2 separate regions of the Sus scrofa genome follow, and region 2 is linked to region 1. A link is a contact called in public HiChIP or PLAC-seq data. All regions are on one chromosome and are shown on one strand. Each heading gives the region's core, a stretch centred on a gene start, on an enhancer-like site or on the middle of the called end of the contact. The rest is flanking DNA. Distances are from core to core; before and after follow the strand shown. Region 1 overlaps RAPGEF4 (rap guanine nucleotide exchange factor 4). Region 2 has its middle 19 kb from the start of SP3.

What was found. HiChIP or PLAC-seq counts read pairs in DNA pulled down with a chosen protein or histone mark.
Region 2: an H3K27ac HiChIP or PLAC-seq map of skeletal muscle shows a contact between it and region 1. The contact joins two enhancer-like sites. A contact is called at or near these places in 1 of 47 Hi-C or Micro-C datasets (skeletal muscle) and 1 of 2 datasets of contacts at active chromatin or transcription factors (skeletal muscle).

What each region holds. Positions count from the first base shown.
Region 1 is chr15:79,066,340-79,071,836 of Sscrofa11.1, forward strand. RAPGEF4 (rap guanine nucleotide exchange factor 4) reads left to right here. Exons shown (of 31, transcript XM_021075197.1): 25 at 240-418; 26 at 3,483-3,573. Among named protein-coding and RNA genes, the nearest start is that of MAP3K20, 110 kb to the right of the region's middle. Within about 2 kb of position 1,457, at least 11 of the 83 cell types and tissues checked have an H3K27ac peak or open chromatin away from gene starts, as enhancers often do. A contact at or near this core is called in skeletal muscle, where this site is marked.
Region 2 is chr15:80,006,424-80,012,824 of Sscrofa11.1, forward strand. No RefSeq gene overlaps it. Among named protein-coding and RNA genes, the nearest start is that of SP3, 19 kb to the left of the region's middle. Within about 2 kb of position 2,603, at least 42 of the 83 cell types and tissues checked have an H3K27ac peak or open chromatin away from gene starts, as enhancers often do. A contact at or near this core is called in skeletal muscle, where this site is marked.

The DNA of each region.
Region 1 (5,497 bases), core at 207-2,706:
AAAAATCTTAATAATTTACAGTAAGCTCTGTCTTTCTGAGTATATTAAGCCAATAGCACCTAGTCTGCAGTTACAGCTTCAACAAGCCTCACTGAGCCTTCGGATCTTCCAAGTTCAAACTGAAACCCAGTCAGTGATTGTATTCACTGACCAATATTGATTTGTCGTGTCAAAGAGAAAAGCTGAGCTGTTGTTTTGATTTAAAAACAAAGATGTGACATTGTTTTCCTCTCTTCTAGCTGGAACTAATCTATCACACATTTGGAAGGCATCATTTTAAAAAGACCACAGCGAACTTGGATTTGTTCCTGAGGAGGTTTAATGAAATTCAGTTTTGGGTTGTCACTGAGATTTGCCTTTGTTCCCAGCCCAGCAAGCGTGTTCAGCTCTTAAAAAAATTCATTAAGATAGCGGCCCAGTAAGTATCAGCTTGGAGAGAGAAAAATGTTTGAGCTGAATTTTCATTCTGTCCCCTTAGATTACACCTTAAAGAGAAAAGTGAGAGATAAAATCTCCTCATGCACCGGGACCAACCTCAGGGGCTTAAGAAGCGCTGAACTCTTGTGAAACAGGTGTTCTGTCTAGCTTTTGACATCAATGTGTAAATGTTTTTGTCTTTTTAGGGCTGCACTCTAGGCATACGGAGTTTCCCAGGCTAGGGGTTGAATCAGAGCTACAGCTGCTGGCCTACACCTCGGCCACAGCAACATAGGATCCGAGCCACGTCTTCGACCTACACCACACCTCACAGCAGTGCCAGATCCTTAACCCGCTGAGCAAGGCCAGGGATTGAACCCGCATCCTCACGGATACTAGTCAGATTGGTTTCTACTGAGCCACAGGAACGCCACCAGTATGTAAATTAACATCTTAGAGCACTGATGCTCAAGTTAAACTTGTGACCTCTTTTTGTTCTGAACTAGTCAGACTTTGTGCCTCCTTCAGTTTAAATGAGTCTTTTGGCAAAGTTCTGCTGTACAAAGTTTGTTTTAAAAGGCTGGGCGAGTCGAGGTCGAACATGACACGTTCTCGCCAGTAGAGGGCAGTAGGAACATGCATGTGGCAGGGCATCCGACTCAGCCAGGATAAAAATCAGTAAAATGCATAAAGGCAAGCTAACCTGGTTCACGGAAATCATCTCCAAAAACATCGGAAAAAGCAAGCATCTTACAAACATTCTATTTAACAGCACTTCATGGGAAACAATTTATTTACCACAGGGGCCAGTTAGATTTCTCCCTGACATGAATGTAATCTTCTCTTGCTATTTAGATATGCCTGACAACCTCCTGTTTACTTCCATGTTTTGGGTATCACCACAATGCTAAAAATAAAAGGCTAAATGTGGCTTGTGGCTGGGAGACTTCTTTCCTTTCTAAATGCACGGAGCTCCAGCCCAGGAAGGTGGGGAGCACAAGTGACCCCAGTTAGGCAGCTTTCCTGAGCCAAATAGTTTAGATCTCATACAGAGTCTGAGCTCCAGAGCTAAACAAAGAAGCAAACACCGCTTGACGTCTTACACATATCAGCTTGCCAAAAGCCTTGAGTTATCCTGCCAAAAGTTTGGGGGTTCGACAGAAGATCCAAATCCCTCCGATTTAAATGCTGGCATCTCTTAATTTGGAAGAGCTGCCTTTTCAAAGAAAGGTTTGGTAAAGTGTTGCTTCTGCATTTCTAGTTGAGCTCCTTTCCCCAGGAGCCTAACGGGCTTGTTGCAAGGGACAAATGCCTTGGCGTGTATGGACGTTGTGATAGTCTGTCTTCCCCATTACAAGAAGTACACTGTCCCCTCCCCTGGCGGTGCTAAGTGCAACAAGGGGAGCAGAGATGAAGTCTGCACAAGGACGTGGAGATCAGAGAGGCTTTGGGGACCCAGTCTTGCAATTTTATAGAGCAACCAAGGAGAGCCTTTCAAACATACAGGAATTTTTTTCTAATGTTTTTGCCTTTCTTAGCTCTCTTCCTTCTGATTATGGGTGGATGTGGCCGTCAGAATATATTGGTTTATGTTATTTAACCATTATTTAAGCTGCGCTGTCCTGCAGTGGAACTCTTTACACAACCCAGCTGGAAAAGATTGTAGACTCAGAAAGCAGGATCTACAGGAATGACCTCTAAACCTAGCGGCAGTTCGCGTGTTTTGTGTGATATTTTTAGAGAACCTCAATATATTCCATTGAAGCTCTTTGACCTGCCCAGAACGTTGAGAAGTTGGGGGTCCAAATGTGGTCCTCACTTTTTACAGGTGAGAAGACTGAGGCATAAAGATGTCCTGACTTACCTAGGGTGATAAAAGTTATTTACTTGATAGCCGTGACCAGAGCCGTGAGCAGAAAGGCAGGGCTGTGGCCTTTCATGATCACACCCAAAGGACAGACACAAATGTGTCCTGACCACTCACTGGCTACAGCCCAGGGGCTCTGAAATTGCCCTCAGCCCCTGACTTGAGAGCTACCACCCTGCAGAGAGTGAGGTCCCCGCTTGCTTCCTCACCGGTGCAGGAGATGCTCCATAGCTTCTCTAAATCCGTTTTCCCATTTCCACACAGCCCATGTAAGGATCACTCACTGCTGCCTCTGCGAGGAGAACACAAGCAGCAAATGCAACAATTAGCCTTTTGCAAAAATGCTAATCCAGACAAGATTTAATTATGATGTAGTCAACTTAGATAATCATATTGATTTGTGGTAAAGGATTTGCACTCGTTGCAAAATGAATTCTTCTTTCCCGTTGCAAGAAGCTGGTATGAAGAAGTTGAAGATTCTTTTTTTTTTTTTTTTTTGCATTTACCTGGGCTAAACATTTCATTCTAATTAAGAACCTTTGGTCTTGTCCCACAATATTCTTATTCCCAAATATATATCCATAAAAGCAAAGAGTGGCCAAAATACAGGTTCAAAATGATCAGCTTCATCAACACTGCTAAAACACAGAGCGGGTAACGTTATTGGGGGTCAGCTGTTGAGGTTACTAGCTGTATACGGGTCATGATTTGTACAGTGATATTTGTTCAACAAATTAGAAGCATTTGCATGGCAGGTGGAAGTTCAGTGTGATCTCCTTGGTTCCCTCAGGCTGCCAGAGCCTGGGGTGTCCAGTTTCAGGCTGGAAGTCTGAAAGCCTCCAAGGACATTTTGCTTCCTCTCTTCAGATCCCCTGAGATGTTTCCTTCCAAGTCCAACAAGGTTTTATCGCTTTGGGGTTACAGTAACAATCCCCCAGGTCGGTGTCTTTAAATTTCCTTCTCAAAACCTGCACCGACGGCCAATACCATCACCTTTCTAAAACTGCGATGAGAAATCAAACAGCAGAACACGGTCACCCAAGTGGAAACTTTTATAATGCATTAAATCTATCATTGCCTGTTCTCGTAAGAGAGTCCTGACGAATATTAATGACCATCAGAAAATAGAACCCTAATTTTTTTTTTTATCTCACTCAAAAGTGACATTTTCTCCCAACATGTGCCTCTTGTGTTTCAGCTGTAAGGAGTACAAAAATCTGAATTCCTTTTTTGCCATCGTCATGGGACTAAGTAATGTTGCTGTGAGCCGCTTGGCACTAACGTGGGAGGTAAGCTTCCGCTGCGATCCAGCTGTGACTTTTGCCTTAAGAATTAAAAACAGAGGCTCACTGGGGTGCTTTAATAGAAATAGCATACACTTGTACAGCAGTGGGAAAGGTGGGACACTTGGAGGGAGGTGACCTGTCTCCTTTTGCCTCAGCATGTGAATTGTAAAAGGTATTGTCCTTTGGTGTCTTGGGGGGGGGGGGAGGTCTTAGCTTCTTGGTAAATAAGATGTAAATAAAAATAAGCTGAGAATCAACAGCGTTGCTTGGATGACTTCAGAGGTTTTGCTTATACGTCCTGCTGTTCTCTGGAAGGTCTTCTTCTTGCTGTTGAAAGAAGCCTTATCGGTAATTAAGCGAGGACAGAAGATCCCTTTGTATCCAGGTAGTCACTTTGCTCCTGGGAGAATAAGCCAGCAGGCCGACTGTGTGGCCCAGCTCAGTACCCATACCAAGTATCTCTTAACCACCTTTCAGACCTCTCTGTGTATGGAGAGAGGAACAAGAGTTGGTTAGAATTCGCTTTGGTGCTGAAGTTATGCAGGTGTGTTGTGAATTTCTGTAGCCAATATTAGTGGTTTGTGGCTAGTTGGTTATTTGTGCTAGAGAACATCCTTATTTTCCATTAGCTAAGTACTCAAACTATGCCTGACCCCTTACATGCGGTCTATAGTCAAAGAAATACTAATCTCTAATAGAACATACACACCAAAATAGACTCGTACTAAAAATAAAAAAGTATGTGTAAGTGGGACACAAAAAGAGGGCAGGGAGGAGGTAACAGAGACTTCATTTGCAGTGATGCTTTAAAAAGCCACCAAAGGCAGCTGTTTGCTTCTCCCAATGTTTTCCTTGAAATAGGTCCTTCCGGCTTCCCTCTTGAAATTGTTTTTTTTCCCTGTTCCTCCTCAGTGTTTGCACTGTTGACAGGACAGGTCCTCACACGTCCTTCTGTCTTGGGTTTCTCTGAAGATTCCAGGCAGATGCAGCACACAGCAGCTCATCCCCTGAATATAGGAATGAGGGAACGGGTGAGGCCTGCATGCCACGTGGCTGGGTCATCTTCCAGCTAGAAAAAGCTGCCGCTGCCAATAAAATCTAAGCCATGAGGCCAGGGGGCAGCCTCCCCTTCTTGGAGCCCACGGCTCTTGGAATCTTAGGAGACCGAGGTTCCCTCTCAAAGAGTCTGCTTTCCCCAACCTGGTTTCAGCTTTTAACCCTCTCGCTGAATCCACAGGGTTTGGTTGGGAAGAACAAAGAAGGTATAAAACCTCATGGGGTCCAGGAAGCAGCCAGACATTAAGGCCGTAGCATGGGGGAGCGCTCCCAGAGTCCCCTTTCCTGGCCGAAAGAGAAAAACCCGGAGGCTGCCTGGGGGAGGGAAAGAGTTCTCTGGCCAGCCCTTCATTCCTCAGGGAGGAGGAAGGAGGAGCACTTGGGCCTGGGAGCTTGTGTTTCCATCCTTGCGTGTTGCTGAAAGGAGGAGAGTCCCCTTTCATCACCTATAAGCCTTTATCTCTAGAGGCAAAATGTAACTGAATCATCTGTAGGAAGCGCTGTCCTTCATAAGCATCTTTGCTTTGGTGTATCTACCTGTCCTGGCCGAGCCCCTCCCACGTGCTTCTCGCACGAGTCGAGTGAGTGGCAGGATGGCAGCAGGAGCAGCGTGAGAAATGGGGCCTGCCCTCTGGGAAGCAGAGAACACGTGTGAGACAGTCAATGAACAAAACGGAAAACAGAGGGAAGCCACGTGGCAAAGGGAATGGCTGGACATGGAGGGGAAAGACCCATTTGAGAGAATGCCAGAGGGAGTGAGACCTCGGAGCCAAGTTTCTTGGCCTTGACGGTGTTGACATGTTGGGCAGGAGCCCTCTTTGTTGGGGGGGGAGGGGCTGTTCTGAGCCACATGGGAGGCTTAGCAGCATCC
Region 2 (6,401 bases), core at 1,353-3,852, 940 kb after region 1:
GGCCACTGGGGAGGAGCAAGCTCCTTTAGCGGCTAAGACTGGGATGCATTAGAAAGAAGAGGCTTTTCTTAGGCAATGCAGGAGAAGAAGGGTTGGAGGAGGAAAATGGCAAGCTTTATTCAGAGGGCATTCTTTCCCAGCAGGCCCACCTAAGGTCCCTGCATTATGGTGATGGGCCAATACTGTCCTGGTGACCATGGACAGTAGGGTCCTATTTGGCTTCTTGAGATGTGAGCCCAACTTTAAATCATTAGCTAAAGTGTTCCCTGTTTCACTTTCCTGTCAGACTTAGAACTTGATGTCATATCCCTCGTTTTTCAAACAAGAAAAGTTCTATGTTATTTTAAAACTTAAACAGAACTTATCTAGTCCATAGACACAAACTAGAACAGGAAAAATGTATAAATAAGTGTACACGTGCATACACATACACATGTGCATACTCATGCATACCCACATGTGTCTCTTCCACAGATGACAACACAGGATAATGTAGTCAGTCCACCAGGAGTTCTCCTCATGGCAGAGTGCAAACGAATCCTACTAGGAACCAGGAGGTTGTAGGTTCGATCCCTGGCCTCGCTCAATGGGTTAAGGATCTGGCATTGCCATGAGTTATGGTGTAGGTCGCAGATGCAGCTCGGATCTAGCATTGCTGTGGCTGTGGTGTAGGCTGCTGGCTGCAGCTCCGATTAGACCCCTAGCCTGGGAATCTCCATATGCTGTGGGTGTGGCCCTAAAAAGACAAAGAGACAAAAAAAAAAAAAAAAAAAAAAAAAAAAAAAAAAACCCACACACACACAAAGCCACTAGGCATTCTTAAAATAAGGGTGCACTCTAACTTTTCTTTAAGTCTCCACAAAGTTTTGCATTGCTATCAAAATATTTTTGGAAATTCTGTAATGTTGCTTCTTTTCCCTTGGCTTCTTATTTCTGGCAAGGACTAAACCCCAAAATATCTTTCCTCTGGGACACTGAAATAAGTGTCCCAAAGCAGCTGCCAGAGCTATAGATATTCAGAATTTTAGGACAGATTTCCAAGGAAGGCCACTTGCAATTTTGATAGAGCGGAACGCCCCCACCTTCTCAGATTCGCAAAGAACAGGTGTGTGAGGGGCTGAGGGACGGGGCTGGTACGCTTCCTGGATTCTCTCATTTTCGTTCATGACCAAATCTGCTATTTCACTTCTGTTTCTTCCCTCCTTTTGTCTTGGCCCCACCCCTCCTCTGGGTTTTATTTTAGACGTAAAGGAAAAAAAAGAAAAAAAAAAAAATCAATGAACCACTCCCTCTCCCCCGAGTGCTCTGAAGTTGTATTCGTCCTCTGCTGATTTTCCAAAAGCTCTCCCTTACTATAATGGTGCCACAGAACTGGGTTCTTTTTACCCAGGACCACCTCCATCAAGTTTAGAACAAGTTAGAGGATGTATCTTGTAGATAAAGAGAGGAAGAAAAAGGTCTCCCCCACCAAGCACAGCTGCCTGACTGGCCCAAACTGCGGAGCTTCCTGCAGACAAAAAAGGTTTGGATCTGTTATGTAGCACACAGAGACCTTGGCTGTGCCCATACCCAGGCTACCCATCTTTACATCAGTGGTTCTCAAGCCTGGTTTTGCATCTCAGAATCACCTGGGAATGGTTCCAAAAAATACCTTCATTAAAAAGAACAACCACAACAACAAAAATTTGTGCAGGTCTGATGCACTGAATCTGGGCCTGAGCCTGGGCCTGAGCGTCTCAATGTTTTAACAGCTTCCAGATGATTCCATTGTGCAGCAGGGTTAAGGTTCTGCTCGTGGAAGTTATCCAACCCTGAGCTTACTCCCTTCCTTCCAAATGCACCCCAGGAGATTCCTCTGCCTGTTCTCACACCAAAGATTTCTGGGAGCCAGGAAATAGAATACAGCAGCCTAGGGAATGCAGTTTAGGTTCTGAAGGGGAGGGGGTTGAAAAGAGAGGTGGTGGCAAGGCGGGGAGGAGGCTGGTCTCAGTGGTCCTCCAGCCCCCCTGGATGTGACGGCACACAGCTGGTGTTCAGGAGGCCACCTCCTCTCCCCGGGGCCGGATTCTCTTAGGACTAGGAGCATGAGACACTTTAGGCATCACAATACTCAGTTTCTCTCTTGCCTGGCTGGGTAGGAGAGTGGGAAAACGAAGTTGTGGAGGACACTGGAGACTCAGGAAATGAACACAATCCCCAGCCAGCAAAACAACAGTTTAAAAATGAAGTCACATTTATGCCGAAAAGGTTAGGCTACAATAGCAAGTATGATTTTACATGCAGATCGTCATGAGAGAGACACACAGCTGCTGCCGTGACGCAGTCCTTGCTGGGTCCCAGGACGCAGCTGGCCAGGGGAAAGTGGCTCCAGGAGCCAGAGACGGCCAGCCCCTTTAGACCCTCTAGCTACTCACCACTGCAGCTTGGAAAGAGTAAAGAGGCCCCTTCTTGGAGCCCAGAGTTCTAACAAACCCCAGGGAGGGGGGACCCAAACACCCCCTGGTTGCTGAGGCAACTGGTAGGCACCCCCCACTCTTCCAGGCCAGTGACTGTGCTGGGAGAGGGGCCTGCCCTGCTGCTCAGCTCTTGCTCAGAGATTCTTGGCTCTCTGCCCACCCTCCCTCTGGCACGTTTACGGCTGCTGTTGCGCTCTTGGCTTATTCTATACAGAGAAGGTCTCCCTGCCTCCACCCGTCTTTCTTCCAATCTCGCTCTCTCCCCAGATGTCTCAGAGTTTATGTGGGAAAGCATGTCCTTACAGCCTATTAAAGAGACTTTCAAAGTCAGGCCTTCCCCTGCAGCCTCTGGAGTCCACTGCATCTAAGCGCACGCGTAAAGGGGACCGGAGGGGGTGGCTATTTGCATTCTCTGGTTAGTGTTGCTAAATATTTCTGGGTTTCCCCTGGCACCGTTCTGATTTGTGAGCATCCAAAACTCAGCTCCTTGCCCTCAGAAACAATCGTGAACAGTAAGGGCAGCGAGATTAATGCAGATGTGCAACATGGGTGAGTTCCAGCTAGGAAGGAGCAGGGTTTGACATTTTCTTGTTCAATTAAAATCCTCCCAGAGTTCCCATCATGGCTCAGGGGTTAACGAATCTGACTAGGATCCATGAGGATGCGGATTTGATCCCTGGCCTCACCCAGTGGGTTAGGGACCCAGCATTGAGGTGAGCAGTAGTGTAGGTCGCAGATGTGGTTTGGATCCCAAGTTGCTGTGGCTGTGGTATAGGCCGGCAGCTGCAGCTCCAATTTGACCCCTAGCCTGGGAACCTCCACATACTGTGGGTGTGGCCCTAAAAAGCAAAAAACAAAACAAAACAAAACAAAAAATCCCTCTCCTCCCTATTCACCTGACCTTGGTGCTTCCAACTTCATGAAATTCCATTACCTGGAATTTAGGGCCTTTCCTTCCATCCTTCCTTCCTTTTTTTTTCCCCCTCAAGAGTGAATGACCTCTTTCAGATAATGAACCTCCAGAGGCCAGGCTGAGCTGTGCCCCACCAAACCAGCATGCGTCAGCCTGTGCTGGTCACCACCACTCCTTCCAGACTCAAGCCATCCAGCCTGACTCCTCTGGGGCTTGGGGACGGTCCCTTTTTAAAGGTGCAGCTTGATATTAGTAAGCACGTATATCTCTCAACTTCAAGAATAGGTTTTTTTTTTTTTTTTTTTAAATGAAATGAAACCACGTAACCTGCTGTATTTGCATTCTAATCCAAAAGTCGGATCTGGACAGTGAATATGATGTATCTTTAAAACTTATCAGAGTGATTACATACCAAGGCTGGGGAGTTGGAATGCCCAAAGGCAGATCCTCTTACAGGAGGAGGCTGGCAGGAACACCCTGCCTGGAACAAACACTCCTGCTGCAGGGGTTTCTCACCCTGTTTCGTTTTTAGAAACCAGAAAAACATGAAATGTAAAAAGGGCTCCAATTCTAACCATCCCACTCAAGCCTGGCCCCAGGCAAAAGGAGGAAACAGGCCAGCAGGGCCAGTCCAGGCTTCCCACCCCAACTGCCCCTGTGAAAGCCAAGAACGCAGTCAGGGACACCCTGCTCCCCAGCCCAGAGCACAGAGAGCAGCTCACGGGCACATGCATTCCAGAAATCTCTGTGTCTGGGACAGAGAGCAGAAAAACCAGGGGAGTATGTCAGGGAGTCAATATAATAACCTGTATGAGCATAATAACAAAAATAATGGCTCCTAGGTTTCTTATCCTAGTTCTGTGACTTTAAGACTTTGTAACCTTGGACAAGCATTTAACCTCTCCCTTTCTTCACCTGAAAACTGGTTATGGTTATCTACTCTGCTCTTCTCCCAAGGTTGTCATAAGAACCAGATGAGATCATATGAAAGTTATTTTGAAAACGATAAAGTTGATTTGTAGCCTGCTTAGAACATTCATTCTTTCTAAGACTACTTAGCCAGATACCATACCTAAATATTATACCTAGTAGATAACATCTTAGTTATCTGTTGATGGCTAAATATTCAGAGTTTGGTGGGCACATATGCTATATATTGCATTTTTCTTAACACAGTCCGAACTGTTACTAAGGACATGTAAATAGCCTCACTGCATAAAACCAGCTATCACGGCATTTGCTAAAGTGGGCTTCTACCAAGAGATGTGGTGTGGTTTCAAGGGTCCCTAAGGGGTGCTCTGCACAACTCAGAATGGGTGGTGCATGTCTTTAATGAGACCACATAAAAATTATCTCTATTCTCAAGGAGCGCAGCTATCTCTATGATTTGTGGGTAGGATGCTCAATGAGTTCAAAAAAACATTTCCCTCTAGCTCCAGCTGGCAAGGTGTCAGGATTGAAAAACACATTTCCTGGTTCTCTTTCTTGCCCCAATTGGGATGGATGACCCTAATTCTCACCACCCCATTTCCTTAAGCCATTAACAGTGATTGAATCTCTGCCCATCCCAATGAGCCTCACGCAGACAATTTTAATGCACAGCAGCACCCGTAATAGAGAGAACTATGTTGTGAAACTTCAAATTTACTTTTAATTCCATCTTTGACAGACCAAATTGCAGCCATGGGTTATACTTTGCTATGGCTACTTAACACAGGCTGGAAATTCAGGCATCCTCTAGTTTGTAAAAGGTGCCCTCTCCCATTAGCCTCAGATCAAATAGAGGCATTTCCATTTCTATCTTGATGACTTTTAGTCCACAGAAAGGGCTCATCTTGACAGGGAGGTGGTACAGAAAGGACAACCAGAAGCCAGTGTCCCTGAGGAACTGGGGACCCAACAGGAAAGAGATGGTGAGAGAGCCCCGTATCCTCTTACTGTACGTCCATTCATTCTGCACTTGTTAAGTACTGCTGAGTGAGAAAGGAGTTTCATGAAATACACAAAAGCACTACAAGTAATGTTCACTCATTCTTTTTTTTTTTTTTTTTTTTTTTGTCTTTTTGCCATTTCTTGGGCCGCTCCTGCAGCATATGAAGGTTTCTAGGCTAGGGGTCCAATCGGAGCTGTAGCCACTGGCCTACACCAGAGCCACAGCAACGTGGGATCCGAGCCACATCTGCAACCTACACCACAGCTCACAGCAATGCCAGATCCTTAACCCACTGAGCAGGGCCAGGGATCGAACCTGCAACCTCTTGGTTCCTAGTCAGATTTGTTAACCACTGAGCCACGATGGGAACTCCAATATTCAATCATTCTTAAGTGACCAAGCATTATTTATCTGCTACAAGGTTTCAGAGAAGAGAAAGATGATACCAGCAATACCACCACTGACAATAATCTCTCTTTCTCACAGCAACCCATGAAGTACCATGATTCCCATCTTATAGATGAGGCAACTGGAGGCTTAGAAAGGTTGAGTAACTTGCCTAATAGTCACAGATACTGGGCAGCAAAACAAAAATTTCATCCTAGATTTATTGGATTCCCAAGCCTTTACTCTCAATCGGTACACTCGGCTGCCTATCACTGTCCGGGGGATCAGCCAGGAAAACTTTAGGGAAGTGAGGCTTGGATTAGCTCTTGATGGCAGTGTGGGTTTGGATTCCCTTGGATTGAGGGAGAGGGAAGAAGGCATAATCCAAACTGCTGAGTTTGTATCCCCAGGACACAAAACACTGCTTCATATAAGATAGATGCTCAATATATCTGATGAATGAATGAGAAACAGTAAAAACAAAGGCAAGGAGATGGAAATCCTATGAAATTGGATTGTGATGATCATTATACAACTACAGATGTGATAAATTCATTTGAGTAATAAAAAAAAATAAAGGCAAGGAGATGAGCACAAGGATGGAAAGCATGGACTGGGAAAGGGAGAAGGAGAAAGAAGATCAGAGAGACTAGATTGGAGCACAGTATTCACTGTGGCAACAAGTGGAAGCTGAGGTCTTCTAAGCCACATG